Regions from separate parts of the Drosophila melanogaster genome. Here region 2 is linked to region 1. The links are chromatin contacts, called in public Hi-C maps. All regions are on one chromosome and are shown on one strand. The core of a region is the stretch at or near the end of the contact, and the rest is flanking DNA. Distances in the headings are between cores, read along the strand shown. Region 1 holds the start of beta-PheRS (Phenylalanyl-tRNA synthetase, beta-subunit). Region 2 holds the start of Nf1 (Neurofibromin 1).

Region 1 (3,543 bases), core at 614-3,113:
AGGCCGTGAACCACCTCGAAACCAGCGGTCTTATTGCAGTTTACAGCACACACCCTTCGCTCATTGCGAGCACCAACTTCCGTGCTCTCATCCGCAACCACCACGTCGCTGATCTCGAAGAGCTTCAGGGGTAGCGGCATCTTGCGATTGGCCACCAGCGTCTTGAGGAGACCGGGCAATAGGGTCGTGCGCACTACTTGGAACTCCAGGGTCTTGGGATTGCCTATGTGCACGGCCGGCAAGGCGTCGATGTTCTTGTTCAGCTTGCGCCCAATGTCATCCCGTGAGCAGAGCGTAAAGGTCAGCGCCTCGGTGAAGCCCGCCTGGGCCACCTGTTCGCGCAGTTGTTCGGTCAGTTTGTTAAGTGGGAATTGCTTGGCAATTTGCATGAATGCAGGCAGGGACTTCTTAATGTTGTTGTAGCCGTAGGCAATAGCCACGTCCTCGTAGATGTCGCACGCGTGGATGACGTCGTGCCGTGTGGGCGGGATCTTAACCACCAGCGAGTCGCCATCGACCTTGGCCTCCAGATACATGCGCGTCAGCATATCTGCGAGCTTTTCCGCCGGCTCATCGATGCCAATATAGGCATTGGCGCGCTTTACCGATATCCTCTCCTCGCGCACCTCCAGTTCCGGATAGGAGATCACACTGCCATCGGGTTGCACCACATCGCACGGCTCCACGGTAAACTTCTGGGCGCAGTGCTCGGAAAAGAGGCACACAATGGTGTCCAGCACCACTTTTGCCTTCGTTCTATCCGTGGCCGTGCACTCGATGAATACGTTCTTGGTCTTCAGCGTAATCTTGGAATGATCACCGTTGATGATGGGCGGCAGTGAAAGCACCACACGGTTGGCATCGTAGATCACTGGATAAACCGGTGATTCCCGAATGATTGGCAGATATTGCTTCAGCTGCGCATGCGTGGAATAGAAGTCCATGAGCTCGCTGCCAGTCATCTCCTTGGTTTGGTTAAGTGGTTTGAACTTGATTTGATCCGGCGCCAGAGCCTCGTAACTGAAGGGTCCCTGTAGGGTGTCCAGATCGTGCGTTCCGATAGCCACCAGAGTACGCTTCCGGCAGATGTTCTGATGCAGCTTGTCCTGCAGATCGATGAAGCTGTTGTAGGAGGCCTGCGTAAAAGTCACGTTCCGGAGCACAGCGGCCACAGCGTACGGACGGATCTGCGCCGTCGAAGGGTCAATCTTCAGCACCTGCCTCTTGGCCAGCTCCACAAACTGGAACTTAGGGGGCTTGAGTCTGAAAGGGCATAGTTCCATCCTGTAGCATAGTTCCATTAATAGGAAAGCGATGCATCGAACTTACTTTCCCTGGAATACCAGCAGACCCGTGACCAAGCCCTCTAAACAGAGCAGATCATACCGATTGGCGGGTATGTCGATTCTGTATATGATCTCCTCGCTGGCATTGGCCGCCGCTGCCACATCGCCCTGTTCCTTGGTCAGCATCTGCTTCTCCGTGGTCTGTGGGCATTATTTCACGGGATTTTAACATGTTTGTACTCTTTATTAGTCAGCAGCACCTACCACTTCGTCCAGCTCCAACCCGAAGGCAAAGCAGAGATCCTGGAACTCATCATCGGCTACGGGAAAGAGGTAAATATTAGGGAGCTCCAAGCGATGAAAACGTGATTACACGTGGACTTTTCAAACTCACTGTACGTCTTGCCGAGCGCCTCGAAGAGCAGATCACGTTTAACTCCAATGGTGGGCATATTGAATGAATCACCTGTTAGTCCCGAGCTGGCTTTTAACACAGATAAATGGGCTTAAACACAAATTGGCTTATTTCAGACCGGTGCCAGTGTTGCCAATTTATGGTGACCTTATTTTGCAGTACTATCGCATGGGCGATGTTTTGATGGTCACCCTGACTTATGCAGGAGGGTCACACTATTTTCCATAAAATAGATTGTGCACACTAAGAGATTGATGAAAACTAAATAAATCGACTCGTTCACACTAAGCTCAGGGGTAATTTTGAGTTACGTTTAAGTTCTCATATATTTCATATTTCATTTTGATTCAAATATTCACTTCAAATATTTATTTTTAAAATACTGTAAAATATATATATATATATATTCAATTATGTAAATACATCGCAGTGAACTAAATACACAATTTAAATGGTAATTAGTTAAATACTAAATACAACTTGCCGTTTCCTTTTACATCATAAGATTCACTTAATTAGAGATATATATTTGTATAGCTAAGTGTATAAGGCCCCCAAAAACAGTCCGGGCGCGCACAAAATGATTGGGCAAATGGGATCGGAATCCAAATTAAAGGATACACATTTCTAATCAAATATAGTTATATTTACTAAAAATGTTTTATGGACGTGGTCGCTTTCCGTAAAATTTGACTGACAAAAACTTATTTTCGAGTTTCGTTAGTTACCAATTTTGACCTATTGACCATCGAAACGGCAACGTATTTGATCAATGCAGTGCCTGTTTGTCGTATTGGGGGTCTACTGTTGTTTCTGCATTGCTGCAGCCGGCCCATTCGGTTTTGCCGCACCCAAATTCTTATAAGCCTTGCCCCCGTTGCGCTCCCATTCGCGATTGAACTCGTGCTCCAGGATCTCGGCGCCGCGCTTGCGCGTCAGACCCGTCTCCTCCAGGCTCAGTTCGCACATCTGCATGTCGTCCGTTCCGGCTACCAGTAGAATTGGCGGCTTGTCCGCATGCAGTTCCATCTGGCGTGCGATCCACTGGCCATCAAAGTGGGCATACCACAGGCCGCGCTTGGCTGCAGGGGATTTATCATTAAACTTTGAATATTTCATTATTTTATAGTCGCGGCGAACACTCACTGTTGTCCGGCGCATTGGCTCGCATGAAGGGAATCCGGAAGTAGCGATGCTGGGCGGTCACAATCTCCTGGATTGGCTGAACCAAAGGCGGCTGCTTGAAGGCTGCAATCGATATGGTTGATAGGATTATAAAATAAAATATAGATTTCAGTGCTATTTACTTACCAGCTTCCATAACGCTGCGTGGCGCACGCTCGTTTTCATCCATGGTGGTGCGCTTGCGGTTCTTTGCCTTCCAGGCGTGGTACACCTTCAAGCGGCGATGGAACTCCTGACGGCAGGCCTGCAAAATCATGGGATTAATCCAAGTGTTAAGTGAGCAATTCCTTTTGAAGACTTACCTCCAGCAGCTCAATATCACAGGACGTGTTGATAGCATCACGCAGCTCCGAGTACTTCCACTTGGACAAGTCGTACTTCTGCTTGCCCAGGGCCTGTTGTTGGGCTCGAACATTTTCGGATCTGGCACAGGAATCGCAAGAACAATTAGCATCATTTTCAATTAAATTCTTTTTACAAAGATATGTACATATGTATATATTCAGCGCAAGCAAACAAAGTGAGTCATTGATGGCATCAAATATAAGTAGGAGAATCGAAAGGCAACAACTAAAAGCCAATGGGAGTTTGCTAGTAGTAGTATAGGCTACAGATGATTTGAATTAGTGGGCACGAGCTTATTACTTTAGGTGTTAG
Region 2 (3,543 bases), core at 329-2,828, 1.7 Mb after region 1:
CATTTTAAGTTGCTCTACAAAAACACTTGAATATCTTTTTAGGACATTCAAAATCCAAGCAGCTTTTTTGATTTTTTCAAGGCGTACCCGTTTACCCGTTTGAATCCCTGATCTAAAACAAATGCCCATTTCCTAGCTGTAGTCTCTGATCTGATGCCCCCAAAGGAATTGTTAAATTTAGTCTATTACTCTAGTCGGCTGGCGGTGCGGGGCGGGGAAGGCCCGTCCTGCTATCCAGCACTAATTTATTGTTAGCAGGCCTGCTCAAGGACGCGAACGCAGGATTGCACTGCATTGAAATCCAATTTCAAAGGAAAACTTAGCTGTAAGAACGAAACCAATCGAATCGAATGCGATAACGAAACAACGCAAGCTAAATACAAATCTTACTAGTTATACGAGCATATTCTATTTACAACGATCATCTGTTTGTATCTTGCGCTATCTGCAGACTAAGTTTCAAGCACTTTATGCTATAATTTCGAAGCGAATAATCATCAAACGTCCATTGCAGCCAACATATACCACTTATACAAGAGAAAATCAAGATACCAGTTAAGCAGCTAGAACAAAGTAATATAGCAACTATGTACGTGCATGTATACACTCCTTAAAACTGCAAAGTTAATAGAACCCTCTAAAAATATCAATAACTGCATTTAAATCTATGAGAAAACCGTACATATATCGAATGCAAAGTAAAATCAAAAATATATACACAAAACAGTTTAAGAAACTCTTTCCGCAAGCTCACAATTTTCCACATATATAAATTTTTCACCTTTTTAAAGCACTTTTTTATTTACTTTAATTGATTGGATAAAGTACCCAACTCACTTCCCAAAAACGGCCAATAAGACGATTGTAACATAAGCCTATGCCTAAACTCAAATTTTTGTCAGCTTAAGAAGGGTTATTTGAAAAATAACGCAAACATTTTCAATAAAACCAAATATATACATATATATACCTATATGCGACTGTACATGTGTTTTTTAGCTAGCTAAACTAACTTTATACCGTAAAATAATAGAACAATTGAATAAATATTAACTAACGTTGGACGCAACACTAAATTACAACAGATAGAACTCGATTTGAACCTATTACTGCTCGAAATGCTGAAACATTATAAACATTAAGTATTGCTGGAAAATATGTATAATTTGCACAGAGCCAAACAGGCACACTCAAACGGAATTAACTCAAAACCCAAGCTACAAAACCATCTGAAATATTTAATATTGATAATTTGTAATGCATTAACAACAACATTAAATAAACTAATAATACTTACTGAACTGAATCTGTTTTAAAAATCATTTATATTTCTAATTGGAACACTTAGACCATATAAAATAATAGCATCAAATGAGATAGAACGAAATGAAGGCCAAATATTTTTGGAATTTTTAAACGCTCCTGTGAGCGCGCGCATTTACTTGTGGCTTATGGTCACCCTAATGAATTCAGTACTAGTTGGTCTGATGCCATCACTATTTGAAAATAAGCGATATATCGATAGGATGTAATTGTTATCACTTATAAAAGCGTTTCGGTATTGTGAAAGAAATGGAAGGCGGTACACACACAATATAAACATCCAAATAACAGCCTGTAAGCCCTTAGAAAATTCCCATAAAAAAAGAAACAGTGCCCGTTTTGTAAAGCCAAACCATCCAAATTGTTGGAAGAGAAGGAAGTGAACGTCTCAGGAACTGAAAAAAACACCAAGGATAACGAACAAAGATGCCACTCAACCAATTGCCACTCCCCAAGCTCAACGAAAAGCTGCCCTATTTAGTTGCTGAAATGCAGTAAAAAACGCATAAACAACTGTTAAAACACCACAACAAGATGACCCAGAAGCCAGGCGAGTGGGCTAGCGCCCTTTTGGCACGTTTCGAGGATCAGGCAAGTGTTTTCCAATCGCTTTTCCGCAGTTGCGTTTTCGCAAGCGAAAAAATGTACCTGCTGCTCTGCCTCTTCCTCCCCCACACATGCTCACAGCGACCTTGCGAGTGTGCGTGCCTCACCCGCTCTGTCAGTGTGAGCTCTCAATCAAATGCGTGGGAGAGCGAGATAGCAACAATAACAAAAACACCGGTTCCCGCATGAATGAAGTGGAATTGAGCAATCAATGGTTTACTTTTTCAGCTGCCAAACAGAATCGGTGCCTATGGCACGCAGGCCAGGATGAGCCAGGACCAATTGGTGGCCTGTCTGATCCACATATCGCGCTACCGCTTCTCCCTTGTCATATCCGGTCTCACCAAGATGCTGCAGAGGGTCAATGAGGCGGTAAGTACTCCATTCTCTATTGTTAACCCTTAAACTATGTTGCCTTATTTTATGGGGCTAGGATACGATTAAATTACTTAAACAAAAATTTCATTGCAGGCCCTTCAAAATCGCCATGAGCCAGAGCGTTGCTACTTTGAGTCGCTGGTCATCATACTGACCACTCTGGAACGCTGTCTGACCAACCAGACCAAGGACACAGCACGTTTTGAAGAGGCCATGAATGTGAAGCTTCTGCTGCGCGAGATCTCCCAGTTTGTCGACGTCCAGAGCGACAGCAATCCGAATGCCGCCCAGCTCAAGGCCCTGGCATCCAAGGTGCTCTTTGCCTTGTCCCAGAATCACTTCTCGGCGGTGTTCAATCGCATATCGGCCAGGATTCAAGAGCTGACATCCTGTTCCGAGGAAAACCCGGACTACAACGACATAGAATTAATTCAACACATCGATATGGATATGATAAAGCTAACCAAGCTGCTACAAGGTAAACTAACTTTTTTAATATTTCGGAAAGGTTAAACAACGTTTTACGTTTCCAGAAACCATCACAAAGTTTCGATCGAAGCGTGCTCCACCTTTGATCTTGCTTTACTCGCTGGAGAAGGCTATTTGGAACTGGATCGAGTACCATCCACAAGAGTTCCAGGACTTGCAACGAGGAACCAATCGAGATATATCAACGTAAGAGGAATTACAAGCGTTTTTAAAGTCACATTAATTGATCCTGTTTCGTTTAGCTGCTGGGAACCCCTGATGGACTTTGTAGAGTACTTTAAAACCGAAAACAAGAAAAGCAAGACTCTTGTTTGGCCGCTTCAAATGCTCTTGCTGATATTGAATCCCTCTTGCCTTGAGGCTGTTGTTAACGAACTTCAGCAGTCGGAGAAAGAGAAGGAAAAGGACAAGGAAAAGGTTGCCTCGAAGTCAGCGCAATCCACGTCCCGGGACAAGGACTTCTCGGCCAAGCAGTTCATCGAGAGTATCAAGAGAGGCTTGGGCCAGCACTCACCATCCAAACAGGTGACCGAATCTGCGGCAATTGCCTGTGTAAAGCTGTGCAAAGCATCCACCTACATCAACAACACCGACTCCAATAATGTGGTCTTCAAGTTGGTGCAATTCTTTATCAACGATCTCAAGGCACTGCTCTTTAATCCAGCAAAGCCCTTTTCGCGCGGTCAGGGGTACAACTTCGCTGATATCGAGCTGATGATTGACTGCTGGGTGTCTTGTTTCCGGATT

What was found. Hi-C and Micro-C count contacts between places; a contact is called where the count stands out from the background.
Region 2: a Hi-C map of the Kc167 cell line shows a contact between it and region 1, with 2.4 times the contacts expected there. A contact is called at or near these places in 3 of 107 Hi-C or Micro-C datasets (the D17-c3 cell line, the Kc167 cell line and larval brain).

Annotation. Positions count from the first base shown.
Region 1 is chr3R:24,250,816-24,254,358 of dm6, forward strand. beta-PheRS (Phenylalanyl-tRNA synthetase, beta-subunit) reads right to left here and starts at 1,864. Exons shown (of 5, transcript NM_142980.4): 1 at 1,681-1,864; 2 at 1,551-1,606; 3 at 1,330-1,487; 4 at 1-1,263. The coding sequence starts at 1,738. jar (jaguar) reads right to left here. Exons shown (of 17, transcript NM_079754.4): 14 at 3,189-3,309; 15 at 3,013-3,130; 16 at 2,848-2,949; 17 at 2,011-2,783. The coding sequence ends at 2,503.
Region 2 is chr3R:25,981,435-25,984,977 of dm6, forward strand. It overlaps Nf1 (Neurofibromin 1), which reads left to right and starts at 1,579. Exons shown (of 17, transcript NM_001276050.1): 1 at 1,579-1,914; 2 at 2,158-2,301; 3 at 2,401-2,785; 4 at 2,841-2,982; 5 at 3,039-3,543. The coding sequence starts at 1,858. fid (fire dancer) reads left to right here. Exons shown (of 5, transcript NM_143196.3): 5 at 1-1,302.